Regions from separate parts of the Mus musculus genome. Here all the other regions are linked to region 5. A link is a contact called in public HiChIP or PLAC-seq and promoter capture Hi-C data. All regions are on one chromosome and are shown on one strand. Each heading gives the region's core, a stretch centred on a gene start, on an enhancer-like site or on the middle of the called end of the contact. The rest is flanking DNA. Distances are from core to core; before and after follow the strand shown.

Evidence for each region. Promoter capture Hi-C pulls out the DNA fragments that hold promoters and counts their contacts. HiChIP or PLAC-seq counts read pairs in DNA pulled down with a chosen protein or histone mark. Capture Hi-C pulls out chosen DNA fragments and counts their contacts.
Region 1: a contact with region 5 is called in a promoter capture Hi-C map of adipose tissue. The contact joins the promoter of Papolb here to the promoter of Slc29a4 in region 5. A contact is called at or near these places in 6 of 39 promoter capture datasets (the HPC-7 cell line, HPC-7-derived erythroid cells, frontonasal cranial neural crest and 4 more), 1 of 15 datasets of contacts at CTCF or cohesin (pro-B cells), 2 of 484 Hi-C or Micro-C datasets (embryonic stem cells and epidermal suprabasal cells), 3 of 115 datasets of contacts at active chromatin or transcription factors (embryonic forebrain and embryonic stem cells) and 4 of 9 other capture datasets (adipose tissue, embryonic stem cells, liver and 1 more).
Region 2: an H3K4me3 HiChIP or PLAC-seq map of embryonic forebrain shows a contact between it and region 5, with 3 times the contacts expected there. The contact joins the enhancer-like site here to the promoter of Slc29a4 in region 5. A contact is called at or near these places in 7 of 39 promoter capture datasets (the C10 cell line, HPC-7-derived erythroid cells, cranial neural crest and 3 more), 3 of 15 datasets of contacts at CTCF or cohesin (embryonic stem cells and large pre-B cells), 18 of 484 Hi-C or Micro-C datasets (CD8 T cells, bone marrow-derived macrophages, embryonic stem cells and 2 more), 14 of 115 datasets of contacts at active chromatin or transcription factors (craniofacial prominence, embryonic basal ganglia, embryonic forebrain and 6 more) and 4 of 9 other capture datasets (adipose tissue, embryonic stem cells, liver and 1 more).
Region 3: a promoter capture Hi-C map of hippocampal neurons shows a contact between it and region 5, with 2.4 times the contacts expected there. The contact joins the enhancer-like site here to the promoter of Slc29a4 in region 5. A contact is called at or near these places in 11 of 39 promoter capture datasets (the 3T3-L1 cell line, the C10 cell line, HPC-7-derived erythroid cells and 5 more), 2 of 15 datasets of contacts at CTCF or cohesin (embryonic stem cells and large pre-B cells), 4 of 484 Hi-C or Micro-C datasets (CD8 T cells, the G1E-ER4 cell line, bone marrow-derived macrophages and 1 more), 11 of 115 datasets of contacts at active chromatin or transcription factors (T-cell acute lymphoblastic leukemia, craniofacial prominence, embryonic basal ganglia and 4 more) and 5 of 9 other capture datasets (adipose tissue, embryonic stem cells, liver and 2 more).
Region 4: an H3K27ac HiChIP or PLAC-seq map of embryonic stem cells shows a contact between it and region 5, with 5 read pairs. The contact joins the enhancer-like site here to the promoter of Slc29a4 in region 5. A contact is called at or near these places in 1 of 39 promoter capture datasets (the SN4741 cell line), 1 of 15 datasets of contacts at CTCF or cohesin (large pre-B cells), 2 of 484 Hi-C or Micro-C datasets (differentiating embryonic stem cells and myocytes), 3 of 115 datasets of contacts at active chromatin or transcription factors (embryonic stem cells and pancreatic cancer cells) and 2 of 9 other capture datasets (liver and pancreatic islet).

The regions. Positions count from the first base shown.
Region 1 is chr5:142,528,708-142,531,407 of GRCm38.p6, forward strand. It overlaps Papolb (poly (A) polymerase beta (testis specific)), which reads right to left and starts at 1,369. Exons shown (of 1, transcript NM_019943.2): 1 at 1-1,369. The coding sequence starts at 1,179. The region is part of intron 2 of Radil (Ras association and DIL domains); the gene reads right to left.
Region 2 is chr5:142,856,553-142,859,252 of GRCm38.p6, forward strand. Gm52793 (a long non-coding RNA gene) reads left to right here. Exons shown (of 3, transcript XR_003955824.1): 2 at 377-454. Among named protein-coding and RNA genes, the nearest start is that of Gm52793, 3.6 kb to the left of the region's middle. Within about 2 kb of position 1,384, at least 28 of the 459 cell types and tissues checked have an H3K27ac peak or open chromatin away from gene starts, as enhancers often do. A contact at or near this core is called in embryonic forebrain, forebrain and pancreatic islet, where this site is marked.
Region 3 is chr5:142,876,188-142,878,887 of GRCm38.p6, forward strand. Fbxl18 (F-box and leucine-rich repeat protein 18) reads right to left here. Exons shown (of 5, transcript NM_001033312.3): 4 at 2,471-2,689. Among named protein-coding and RNA genes, the nearest start is that of Fbxl18, 18 kb to the right of the region's middle. Within about 2 kb of position 1,399, at least 59 of the 459 cell types and tissues checked have an H3K27ac peak or open chromatin away from gene starts, as enhancers often do. A contact at or near this core is called in T-cell acute lymphoblastic leukemia, hippocampal neurons and pancreatic cancer cells, where this site is marked.
Region 4 is chr5:142,927,974-142,930,673 of GRCm38.p6, forward strand. No RefSeq gene overlaps it. Among named protein-coding and RNA genes, the nearest start is that of Actb, 23 kb to the left of the region's middle. Within about 2 kb of position 1,273, at least 285 of the 459 cell types and tissues checked have an H3K27ac peak or open chromatin away from gene starts, as enhancers often do. A contact at or near this core is called in the SN4741 cell line, differentiating embryonic stem cells, embryonic stem cells and 3 more, where this site is marked.
Region 5 is chr5:142,700,775-142,703,474 of GRCm38.p6, forward strand. Slc29a4 (solute carrier family 29 (nucleoside transporters), member 4) reads left to right here and starts at 1,327. Exons shown (of 11, transcript NM_146257.2): 1 at 1,327-1,517.

The DNA of each region.
Region 1 (2,700 bases), core at 119-2,618, 170 kb before region 5:
GCCCACCCACTCTAAATGTTGTTTCTCTGTTGGCGCACTTGCCAGAAGTACAATATAATGCTTGTATTTTTGAAAAAAGCTTGGAGCTTCAAAAAGTTTGGACCATTCTGCCTTATTCAGCAGAATTTCATGTGTGATAGCAAGTCCTTGTTTAAACTCCTCAATCATGACCATCCTGGTCGAAACAGACACATTGTACGTGGAGTTCTGCTGTGGGTATGCTGGTGTAATTATAGGCATAAGATGGTACCTGTCACTAGGATTCACTCTTGGGTCCCATACAGGCAAGTTAAGATTTCGTTCTTCTGGTTCTTTTAACAACACTGGATTTGGCCATTCCCACTCAGAAAACACCAAGAAAAATTTTCGCACAAGAGTGGATGCTATTGCATTTGGGTAAAGCTGGCAAGTTCTTGCTACTAGCATAGCCCAGGAAACACCTCCAAGGAAACCCAATATATTGGAATAGATGTTGTGGCATTTGGCCCATAATTTGATGGCTCTCAGTGTTAACCTGAAGCTGTCAATGTTTGGTACTAGATGTAAAATCTCATCAGTTACCCGGCAACCGTTAAGGCTTCTTATGCACCTAATATCTAAATTTTTAAGCAGACTATCATCTCGTAGGTCCAAATCTTCTGGAATAGTCTGCAATGCTAATCTTGCAAACAAAATATCAATCTCTATTCCATCAAAACACAGTTTGATAACCGGCACAAAGGCCTCCTCAACAGCTCTTAAATCTTTTACTTCCTCTTGTAGTTTCAATTTGTCATAGAAGGAGGTGAAAAAGTCATTTCGATCCACGTGTCTTGGTGCAACGCACAAAGCATCGATATCTGCACCTTTCGTGTGTACTCCTAATCGGTAAGAGCCGAACGTAAAAATTTTCCCCCCAACATTCTCAATTACAGCTTGTGGAAGATTCCTGCTTTCACTGATTTCTCGGATCCATTCCTTCACCAGATTATTTAATTTCTGCAAAATTAAAATCCTGCGCTGCAGTTCCTCTTCCTCTTCAAACACCCCGAAGGGCTGGAGGGTCTCGATCAGCTTCTGGGTGAGTTCGCGGTCTGTGTCCTTGGGGGCGGCCAGGCTGATGGGGGACGATATGCCGAACTGCTTCGGGGCGGGAGCCGGTTGTTGTGCTCCTTGGGTGGTCACCGCAAATGGCATCATCTCTAGCTCCCGCGCCGCCAGGGCACCTGCCCCGCCACCGCGACCTCGACGGCCTCTGCTCGGCTCATGATCCGAAGGCGCGAGGGGCGGGCTCCTGCCGGCCGGCCCTGTCGGCCCCCGCTCCGCTCCGAGCCCGCCGCCTCAAGCGCTTCCCCTGGTATCCCTCCGGGCCAACATGGCGCCGGGCTCCTCAGCGGTCGCGTTCCAGAACCGACGGCACACGCACGCACCGGCCGATGCCGCTGCCGCTCTCACGAGATTGGAGGAAATTCTCGCGCTAGAAGGCTTCCGGAAGAGCTCCATCCCGGCCCGGCCTGCCCGGTTCTGAGAAGTCTCTCTTGAGGGACAATGCACTGTCCTCTATCCCCAAGCAGGTTCCAGAGGATGCTCCAGCTAGGCCCAGGGCGACAGTGGTGCTCTCATCAGGCCTGGTGTCACTTCTTGGGGTGGCTTCTACTTTCCCTGGCTCCTGCTGAGAAGTTACCATCAAGCCAAAACTATGGCCCTTTCGTCGTCTTCTGCCAGCCCATACTCAGATTTCTGTTCTCAGTATCCCACAGTTCCACTGCTGTGTGCGTGCGTGCAAGGTGAATATACTCAATTTACAAGGGCGCGCTGGATTTCCTGCATCAGAGCAAGAAGTCCTTTTTATTTTGTGGCCTCTAGAAGATTCCCACGCCTATGCTTGGAATATGCTCTTCCCGACATTCTCTTTGTTCTCTTCGTTTGGATACAGGATAAACCTTCCCATTCTTCCCGTGCTCCAGATCTGTGCTTGTTCCTGGGTGACGCCAGATCTCCCACTTCTCCATTCTCACTTAAGTTATATATAGTGTGCAGTTGAAGCACCACTGAAGTGCACTCTTTGCTTTTGTGGTATTGGGATCCAAGCGCCTCACACACTACCACTGAGAGAACCAACTTACATATTCTTTTAAATACTTACCTTTGTGTTACTGGTAGCATAATTGTTCCAGTTTCACTCCTGTTGCTGACAAAAAAAAAAACAAACGAAAACACAACTTAGGGGTAAAGGGTTTATTTGGCTTACAATTCCAGGTTACCGTCAGTTACAGGGAAGGTGAGAAGAACTTAAGATATCTAGCCACATCACACTCAGTCAAGAGCAGTGAGAACAAATGTACCCATGCCTGCTTCCTGTCATCCATCTATCTATTTCTCCTGTTTATACAGTCCAGGGTCCCTTGCCTAAGGACGGGAATGCCCACAATGGGCTGGATCTCCTGTGTAAATGAACACTCAGGACAGTCCCCTACAGACACACCCACAAGTCTACTGGATCTAGGTAATTCCTCATTAAGAATCTCTTCCCAGGGCTGGAAAGGTGGCTCAGAAGAAGGATGGGAGGAGGAGAAGGCACCACTGTTGCTTTTCCAGGATAGGAGATTGGTTCCCTATGATACCTCTGGCCTCTGATGGCACATGCTTACACATAATTAAAACTTGGAAACTTGGAAAACCTTTTTTTTTCAAGACAGGGTTTCTCTGTATAGCCCTGGC
Region 2 (2,700 bases), core at 134-2,633, 160 kb after region 5:
CATGTATGTGTAGCATGTGTATGCAATGTCCAGGTAGGCCAGAAGAGGGCGCTGGATCCCCAAAGAGCTAAACAGCGCTGATGGTGAGCCACTATGTGGGAACTGAACCCACATCCCTTGAAGAAGCATCCAGTGCCTTTAATTAATAAGCCATCTCTCCAGCTCCCTTGGTTTTGTTTTTGGTGTGTGTGTGTGTGTGTGTGTATACATATGTGTGTTCACATGAGTGTAGTTTCCTGTGGAGGCCAGAAGAGGGTGCTGAATCCCCTGGACCTAGGGTTACAGATGGGTGGGCAAGCACTTTACCAACCGAGCATCAAATCAAACCTTTGAGCTAGGCTTTCTGTATTTTGCAAACAAATGTATCTTGATGCAGGGGTCCGGAGTTGATGCAGAGATTCCAGGCAGCAAACAGAACACCTCAGGAGTCAGGTGGGACCAGTGTCAGGTAGAGGTGAGTTGTATTTCACACTTTTATTATTATGTTAAGTGAATTTGTGCGCTCGTGTGTGTGTGTGTGTGTGTGTGTGTGTGTGTGTGTGTGTGTGTGTGTGTGTGTAGGGGTATGTCTGTCCATATGTGGGCACATGCCTGCCACAGAATGTGTGTGGAGAGCTGGGCGGTAGTGGCACATACCTTCAATCTCAGCGCTGCAGGGGCAGAGGCAGGTGGATCTCAGTGAGTTCAAGGCCAGCCTGGTCTACAGGGTGAGTCTTAGGCCAGCCAGGGCTACAAAAAGAAACTCTGTCTCCAAAACAGAACAAAACAAAACAAAGAGAATGTGTTTAGGGGTCAGAAAAAGAGTTCTCCTTCTTCCACTCTGTGGGTCCTGAGGTTCAAACTCAGGTTACCATGCTTGGCAGCAATCACCTTTACCTGCTAAGCCATCTTACTAGCCCCCCAGGCTGCATCTTATTTATTTATCCACTCATTCATTTTTATGACAGGGCTTCATATTTAGCCTGGGCTGGCCCAGAAATTCAGAATTCACTACGTCGTAGACCAGGTTGCCCTTGAACTCACAAGAGGTCCACCTGTTTCTGCCTCTGACACGCTGAGGTTAAAAGCCTGCACCATCCCATGCTATTCAAGCTCTGGACCTGCAGTGCCAGGGTGGAGTGGCCAGGAGAAAGGTTAGGGGTCAGAAGGAGCAGAGGGACACACGGTGGGAGCCTTGAGCCTCACTCCTCGGATCTCTAGGTTCCCAGCCTGGTAGAATGCCATCCCAGATGTACCTGGCTGGCCAGGACCCAGCCTTCCCTAATGGGGATAGGTTCCCCCTCCCCTGAAATGGCAGAGCCTCTATCTGAGTGTGTCACCACATGCACTGCCAGCTTGCTCGCTGCCACCAGAGCCTCGCTGGAAAGTCGCCCGCAAATTGAAAGAGATTTCTTTCCAGCAGACAGCGCTCTGGCAGATTGAGGCTTTATCTTGCCCATGCAGAGGGAGCGAGCCCTGCTCATTTCGGTTTTCCTACAATTAAAAACACCCAAAGCTCTAAATCACAAACTGGAGAACAGGTGGGGCCTTCAGGGTTTTCTCCGCAGTTTGATAAAGAGGCGCTGGTTGCCAGAGCAACGGAGCGAGGCGCGTTCTGGGGAGAGGGGCCCTAGACGCCTAGTGTGTTCTGTTGGCTCTCGGGAGGAAAACAGCTTCCCCCGGCCTTGCTCCACCCAGTAGGTTGTTGCTCATGGTGTTTGCGGTCCAAGAGAAGAGCCTGAGTGTGGGAAGACGGTGAAGCCCCGCTTATTCTTAAGAGTTTTCTCATTTTATAATAAATATATGTTCGTTCGCTAAAAAAAAAAAAATGACAGACAAGGTATGGCGGTGTTGGGAATCTCAGCGTCTGGAAAGCAGAGACAGGAGGGTCTCTGTGAGTTTTAGGCTAGTCAGGGCTACATAGTGAGTCCTCAGAGAGAGAGAGCAGAGACAGAGACAGACAGACAGACAGATACAGAGAGAGAGAGGTCTTTCTGAGCATAAGCATGTAATGCCAGCACTAAAGAAGCTGAGGCAGGAAGATCTGAAGTTCAAGGTCAGCCTGAAGGTCAGCCTGGGCTACATAACAAGATCCTGTCACAAAGAAACAAAAGTGGAATAGATTTACAGTTCTCATGGTATGGACTGACAGCAACTCTCATCTGACAAGGGCCAGTCCACCATCCTTGCATAAACCTCCAGCCTCTCAGGCCCCAAACCCTGCTTGCCGCCTCCCCCCCCTCTCCCCCCCCCTCTCCCCCCCTTCTTTTTCTTTAAATTTATTTGCTTGTTTGTTTGTTTGTTTGTGTCTGTGTCTGCAACTGCTGGATTTATTGGTGTCCAAACCCAGAACTTTGTGCATGCTAGAAAAGCACTCTATTGCTGAGCCATGACCCCAGCCCCTCACTGGGGGAGTCTAGGCAGGGGTTCTACCACTGAGCCACACCCCAGCCCCTCACTGGGGGATTCTAGGCAGGGGCTCTACCACTGAGCCACGCCCCAGCCCCTCACTGGGGGACTCTAGGCAGGGGCTCCACCACTGAGTCACACCTCCAGCCCCTCACTGGGGGATTTTAGGCAGGGGCTCTACCACTGAGTCACACCTCAGCCCCTCACTGAGGGATTCTAGGCAGGGGCTCTACCACTGAGTCACACCTCCAGCCCCTCACTGGGGGATTTTAGGCAAACTCACCACAGCTGAGCTACATTTCTATCCTTAAC
Region 3 (2,700 bases), core at 149-2,648, 180 kb after region 5:
GAAGTCCAGGGTGGGCTTATCAGACAGCCAAGTGCATGGCCCAGACCCTGACGCAACAGCACTGTGGGCAGACAGCAGCAGGCAAGGCAACCATGCATCAGGTAGACCAGCACAAGTTTCTAGGGAAGATGGGAAACTGGACCGGTGCGGTGCAGAGATGTGTGGGCACTGGGTAAAGCGGAACTCTGATAGTCCCTGCTCACCAGCCTGGGAGGCCACTAACCCCCAAGGTCCACCAGGAACCTCTGTCACTGAGTCTGGACCCCAGGAGCTGAATTCAGACCTCATATGAGGCCAAAGAAGCCCAAATAGGGGAAGGACTTGCAGAAGAACACAGCCCCACATCCAGTGGGCTGCATGGTGCAACAGGAGAGAAAAGGAGCTGGCATGGGGACACACGCAGCTCATCCTGGTACTGGGGAGGGTTGAGATGTCAATGCCCAGAATGGCACCAAGAAGCAGGAAACCCCAAGGCTGAGACGTGGCTCAGCCAGCAGACTATTTGCCTGACGCTTCCGGGCCCCAGCATGGCATAAATCTAACGTGGCAGTGTATGCCTGTAACGACAAGACCTGAGAAGTAGCGAGCGGGCATCAGAAGGTTACGTTTATTCTGATTATTCTTCTCCGTGTTAGTGGCTAGTCTGGGCTACTTGAGACTCAAAAGAGAGAGACAGACAGACAGGCAGACACAGGACACAAAACCTGAAGGACAAATGTAGTCACCACACTGTGCAGGCATTAGACACAGGCAACCTAAATACAGATACATCCTGTGAGGTGGGAGAAGCCAAATCCAACCCCACAACATGAAGCCCCCGAGCCAGTTAAGGAAGGTGAGAAAGATGCAACTCAACTGCCCAGGGACCTGAGGCACGAGTACAGCCTGGCACGGGGACAGACACGAAGCATAATCCTGCCAGGAACCGACAGTGCAGTGCAGGGAGGAAGGGACCCCAGTCTTGCTGGCTGAGAGCTCCATCTACCCTGCTGGGTGAGGTGCTAGGAGGATTGTGGCTGAGGCAGGAGGATTGCCACAAATTTAAGGCCAGCCTGGGCTACTCCAAAAGTGCTCTATACCTATAACTTCAGCACTCAGGAGATGGAGGCGGGAGGATACGGAGGGGAAGGTCGTGTCCAGCATCACAGTGGGCTCAAGGGCAGCCTGAGCTACAAAAACCCTGTCTAAAAAAAGTTCTTAAGCTAAGCAAACAAAAGAAGCTTCAGGAAAGACGACAGACAGTACGGTTACTTTTCACAGACACCCTGGGCACCGGGTGGCTGGCTGCCAAGAGCAACACTGCCACCTGCTGGACGCCTGCAGCTCAGCGCCCTGCACAGCTGGGCAGACTGTAAGACCCAGAAAGGCTGCTGTCACCGTGGGGGAGGGGTGTACAGCAGAGCCACCACCCTGCAGATGGCAAGGCGGCAGCAGAGGCCTCCACAGAACAGCCTCTCTGCCAGTCTCTAGGGCCTTGCCCAGCCCCGAGGCTGCCAGCAATAGCAGAGAGGAAGGCTTTGTGCTGGCCTGGGTCAGGCCTCAGCGTCTGCCCTGAGGGTTTCTTCAGACCAGCCACTCTCTCTTTACTTACACTGTCTTAAGACAGGGTCTCATGTAGCCCAGGCTAGCCTCAAACTTGTTATGTAGTAGAGGACTTGAATCCTGCCTCCATCAGCAAGTGCTAGGATCATAAGCATGTGCTAACACATCTGTGGTACTACAGAGACTGAGATCTGTTTATGTATGTATGTATGTATGTATGTATGTATGTGCATGTAATGTGAGCTCACATAAGCTTATATGCCTCACATCTACACAGTTGCCCAAAGTGGCCAGGAGAGGCTATCTTGGCTGTCTTGGAACTTGACCTGTAGACCAGGCTAGCCTCTGCCTCTGGCGTGTTGGCATGTCCCAGCTGCAGTAAGATGACTTCTGAGTCATCTCTCCAGCCCCATGTTGTAAGAACTGACCCAGGGCTTAGTGTCAGCTGGGCAAGCACTCTACCAACTACGCTAAACTCCCAGCCCCTTACTTGCTTGTTGAAATGGCCTTGCTTATAGGCCAAGCTTGCCTTGAATTCACCAAGTATTCCAAATTCCCAGTTCTGCCTCAGCTTCTGAATTGCCGGGAGTCCAGCCTTTACAAGGATGAAGGAAGGAAGGGTCAAGAAGTCTTTCTTGGGCCCACATCAGACACAGTAAACTCAAACTTTGGCTTCTAGACTCCAGGATAAACTCTGTACCTGAGGCTAGCCCTAACTCCTGGGCTCTTTCTGTCTCAGCCTTCCATGGCTGAGACCAGAGACTATCCATGGGAACTAGTCCCCTGCAGCAGGCCAGGCCCTCTGATCATGCTGCTAGAATCTGGTGCTCCATCTCCTCAAAGTCGGTAACGGGCTGAGGACACTGAGTCCTGGGGACAGCAGTACTGTCTGAGACCTCCCGGTCAGCTGCCAGGCCTTGCCACTCACCTCCGGAGGAGCGACTGCTGCAGGCTCTTGCAGGTGGTAAGGGATTCTCCGGTGAACATGTGACACATGACGACCTGCAGGCAACGGGCCATAAAGGCCAGCACGGCATCTGGCTGCAGGGTGCCGCTGCGAGATACCAGGCACAGGCGCTGCAGAGACGAGCACTGGCCCAGTGCCTGGAAGAACTGAGCGTTGGCGTTGAAGTAGGGCTGCTCCAACCTGCAGAGAGA
Region 4 (2,700 bases), core at 23-2,522, 230 kb after region 5:
ATCCTTGCCTCCATAGGGAGGCAGAGGGAAGCCTGGGCTATGTGAAACCCAATCTCAAAAACAAATGACTGATAGGGGCTGGAGAGGTGGCTCAGTGGTTAGGAGCACTTGCTGATCTCACAGGGGTCCTGTGTTTGACTCCCAGCACCCATGTCTGGTGGCTCCCAACTGCCTGTGACTCTAATTCCAGGGGATCCTATATGTCTGGCTCCCATGGGCACCAACAGTTACATGCACATACCCACCTACAAACACACACTCATACACATAGTCAAACAAAATGAATTGCCAGATGTGCACCACCACTCCATGCCACACACCTTTGCTATAGATGTCTGTGAGTTCTAGGCCAGCCAGGTCTACACAATGAGACCCTATATCACTCCAAAACCACTAAATAAATAAATCAATAAATCTTAGCTAGGAGTGTGTGTGGCACAGGGCTTTAATCCCAGCACTCAGGGAGACAGAGGCAAACAGATCTCTGTGATTTCAAAGCTAGCCAAGAATATACAGTGAGACTTTGTCTAATATAATAATAATAATAATAATAATAATAAAGAGAATGCCATGCAAATAGCTGTTGTTGGTTATTGTTGGTTTTTTTGGTTTTGAGAGAGTTTCAGTAGGTAGCCCTGGTTGTCCTGGAACTCACTATGACCAGGCTGGCTTCGAACTCACAGAGATCTGCCTGCCAATGCCTCTCCAGTTGCTGGAAGGTCAGTGTCACCATGCCAGGCCATAAATACAATTTTTTTTATTACGTATCTTCATCAATGACATTTCCAATGCTATCCCAAAAGTCCCCCATAAATACAATTTTTAAAAAAGAAGAAAAGAAAAAGCAAGGCTGTGGCTACAGCCTGGTGGAATGTTCTAGGCCCTAGGTTCAATTCTCTAAAGAAGCTCTGTCCTGCCTCCCTCCCCACCCGCCTTGGGAATGTCAGTCATCCAACCAGGCCAAGGGGCTGGAGAGCTGGGGCCCTTGGCTGTCCTTTGGCCTCAAGTACTATGCAGGACCCTGAGCCGCTCTCCATCTAAGCTCAGAGCCTCAGTTTCCATTTCTGTACTTCAAGGAGGGAGGGGCCTGGCCTGCAGATGGGGAGAGCGGTGCACAGCTGGGTTTGTAGTGGGAACTGGGGTTTGGCAGGGTTGGGGGGCTGGGGTGTCCCCTCCCTCTGATCCCCGCCCGCGGCCGCTGCCCACGAGTCGTCCATAAAAGGCAAGGAGCGCAAGTCGCGCCAAACTTAGTCATGCGGCGGCGGCCGGCGGCTGCCCGCGCGACTTCCTCCGCCGACTTCCCGTTTCGAGAGCGAAGCCCGCAGGGGATGTGAGGTGTGGTCCTGCCTTTCGAAATGGCTCCGATTCCCCTAAGGGGATCCGCGGTGCCGGCGCCCTGCAGAGGGGACCGCTAAGGGTCCGCGGGCACACACCCGGGCTTGTGTTTGAGAAAGTGGGGATGGGGTGGGGGTTGGGTGAAGGCAGGGAATCTCAGATAGCCCAGGCTAGCCTGCCTTAGCCTCGGAGTGCTGGAATCTCAAGAGTAAGCCATTACTTTGGGCTTAGGAATGCATGAAGGGCTTCCAGAAGGCACAGCTGTTACCCTGGAGCTGGGAGGGAGCTTGGATAAAGAGGTTAGGAGAGCATTGTTTGTTGGTGTTGGAGCAAGTACCTCATCCGTGCTAGCCCAGTGCTCCCCCTCTGAATGTTCTAGACTGTATTTCTTTGAAATAAGATCTTGTGTAGGTCGTCAGGCTGGCCTTGAACCCTTTCTTTCTTGTTTTTTTTTTTTTTTTTTTTTTGAGACGGGGTTTCACTATGTAGCTTTGGCTGGTTTAGAACTCACTCTGTAAACCAGGCTGGCTTCAAACTCAGAAATCTACCTGCTTCTGGAGCGCTGGCATAAACAGTATACAGCTGGGCCTTGAAGTCATTCTGCAGTCTCCACCTTCCAAGAGCCACATAAACCAGGCAGGCCTCTGGCTGCCTCTGCCTCCCGAGTACTGGAATTAAAGCTCTGCCCCATAATGCATGACTTATTTTATTATTTTCTTAACCATTTATATTGAGACAGGATTTCAATATGTTGCCCAGGCTGGCCCGAACCTGTTCTGTATCCAGGTAGGCACTGACCTGTTTGGATTTTTGGATTTTTAAAAAAAATATTCGGGCTGGTGAGATGGCTCAGTTGGTAAGAGTACCCGACTGCTCTTCCAAAGGTCCAGAGTTCAAATCCCAGCAACCACATGGTGGCTCACAACCATCTGTAACGAGATCTGACACCCTCTTCTGGAGTGTCTGAAGACAGCTACAGTGTACTTTACATATAATAAATAAATAAATCTTTTAAAAAAAAATATTAATTTTTAATGGGCATGGGTGTTTTTGTCTATATGAGTGTCTGTGTACCAGGTGCAGACGGTGCCTTCGAGGCCAGAAGAAGGCACTCGAGCTGGAGCTACAGACAGTTGTGAGCCACCATGGGGATGCTGGGAATTGAATGCTGTCAGTGCTTTTAGCTGGGGAAGAAACAGTTGGTCTGTGGGCACCATGCTTGTATTCCTTCAGATCTGTACTTTTCCATAGATTGGAAATGTCTTACCTGGTGTGGCGGGCAATGCAGGTCTATAATCTTAGCACTAGGGAGGCAGAGGGGCAGGAGGATCAAGAGTTCAAAGCCCATCATACCAAGTTCCAAGC
Region 5 (2,700 bases), core at 77-2,576:
GCAGGCTTCCACGAAGAAGTGGGAATGCAGGCAAGAGGAGGGGTATCCAGACAAATGCATCTCTCTGTGCCTCGGTCCTGAAGACTCCTGGCCCCCATTAACAGGTCCCAGTTTGTAAGGACTTAGGGTACTGTTCCCACTTAATTCCTGGTCTTATCTTTATGGCCCCCATGGGGCATGTGGCCAGGACCAGGGTCAGAATAGGCCCTACTGAAGCAATCAGTGCCAGCCCCAGATTGTCGCAGATCACCTAGAGCTCCAGGAGACTAAGCCTGGCAAGAATCGTGAAGGGACTGAGAAGTGAGGACGGCCAGCTAAGACACCAAACCTTCCTGTATGCTAGACTGTCAGATACTGTAACCTGAGAGTGGAGAGAAGTGGGCAAAGACAAGTGGAGTGTGAATGGGTAGAGGCAGCGCTTATGCTGAAAGCCACGGTCCAGCATAGGATGAGTCCACGCCGTCGGGGAGTGGTAGTGTGGGGGAAACAAGCATGGGAGTGGGAGGCGGGGCAGAGAGGCAGGGCTGGTGTGAAGGCTGTGGGAGGGGCCATGGGGGCGTGGCACAGGGAAGTGATGGGGCGGAGCTAGCAGGTAGTGAATAAGAAGTCATGTATGAGGGCTAGAGGTGAGGCCAGGTAGGTGGGACGAAGTGGGCCCAGAGGAGGAGAGTGGAGCATGTGGGAATAATGGGGGTGGAACTAGGCAAATGAAGTAGGAGCAGGGGAAGAGGGGGATGGAAGAAGGGCCCAGCACGCATCAAGGGAAGCGGGGAAGGAATAGGGGTGAAGAAAGAATAGAGGTGAGGCTAGGGCCAGCGGAGAGGAAGGCAGGGAAAGGGGGCAGGCTCTGTGGTCTGGGTTGGGGCTGGCTAAGGGCACAGAAGGAACGAGGGTGAAGACAGCAAAGAGGCTTGGGGGCATTAGAGTGGGCAGTTCAGAGGCGGAGCCAGAGGCGGGGTCATATAGAGTGAGTGGAGCATAGGTAAAGAAAATGGGGCGGGGAATATGGTAAAGACTGGGTAGGGCCAGGGGCGGAGAGCGCAGGTAGAGATTGGGCGGAGTGTATAGGAGAGAAAGAGGGGTTTAGGGGCGGATTTATACAGAGTGGATGTAGCGTGGGCAGGGAGACTGGGAGACTGAGTGGCCGTAGGCCCCACTGGAGGCCGGACCTGGGTGGAGCCCTGTGGAGTGGGCGGGGTGTGAGGGGCGGGGCCACGAGGGTGGGCGGGGCATCTGGATGGTGAAAAGTGTGGTTGGAGGCGGGACTTGGGCGGAGTCACGCGGTGGGCGGAGCTAGGAGGGCGGAGCTAGGAGGGCGGGCGGGGCGTGGGCCGGGCTAGCTCGCTGCAGCTGCTGCGCCCCCAGCACGCGCTCACGGACCCGGGCCCGCGGACCGGGACACCGAGCAGGACGCCCGCCGCGCCCGGTCCCAAGCCTCGAGAAGCGGGGCACAGCGCAAAGGGTCCGGGCGCGGGCGGCAGGCAGGCAGCGAGGATCCCAGCCTGGGGCCGCCCGAGGTGAGTGTCGCCACGGAGGTGGCAGGGAGACGCCGGCGGGGACCTGTCGGAGCCTTTGTCTGCGGCGCGCGGCCCCAGTCGCGCCGCCTCTCCCTTCCGCCCTCCCAGGCACCGGATGGTTGCCGCACCCCTTGTCCGGGGAGGATGGGTACCCTCGCACAGTGCAAGATCCCCTGCATCCGAGCTGCGAGGGCGGGACGCAGGCTCTAGAAGGGGACAGACGCGGGTGGCCTTGGCCGAGCCGGATCACGGCATTATGTCCTCCCTTGGTCACACCTCAGGGGACCTTGCACCTGAAGTTCCTTCCGGACCCATCTCCTTCCATCACGCCCTTCTGCCCAGCCAGCTTCCTTCTAGTTTTGAAAAAGGTTATGACAGAGGCGGGGCCTGGGCACTGGGTCACGACCTCCGAGTTGCCCCTGAAGTCTCTCTTTGCTGGTGGCCCTGTGGGCCGGGGTCCAAGTTTGATACTGCTAGTGCTTCCTGCGGAAGAAACATCAAGGTCTGCTAGTGTCCGGACTGTGCAGGAACCTAAAGCATGGAGAGAGATGGGCCTGGGCTACCCCTCTGCCCTGCGGGCATCCCAGGCCTTGACCAGTCTGTGGCATTGATGTTACAGTCATCTGTCCCCTGGCACTCAGAGGAGCTGCCCAAAGTAGCTCAAAACCCACAATCCTGCAGCGGGGAGTGGAGCCTTAGGATGCTGAGGGAGACTCCCTAAACAACGTCTGGGCACGGGACAGGGGCATCCAAGGGCATCTTAGTAAACAAGACTTGTGGCTGGAGCCAGAAGTTCAAGGCCCGAGGAGGTTGAGCAGGCTGGCTTTCCAAGTGAAATGTAATTTTTCTGCCTCTTCTGCCGACTGCACATGTGGGGCAAGCAGCCTGAGAGACAATCCCTACAGCATCTGAGAGAGGCCAGTGGTGGTCAGCCGGGTCAGGGTTCAGTTAGAGCTGTCTGGCTGTGGGTTTGGCCCTCCTCTGCCTTTTTGGTTATCTCTTCTTCAGACTGGTGTTGTGTGCCTAGTTTTACAGGACTACTGAGAGCTCGGAGCCCTCTTTGACCCACAGGGTACTTAGGGGTGGCTTGCATCACTATTAAAACGCCAAGTGTGCGTAGCTAAATTTTTCCTAGCAACCACCCAGTCCCTCTTTGTGAAGTACTCTCTCACCCTCTAGGTGG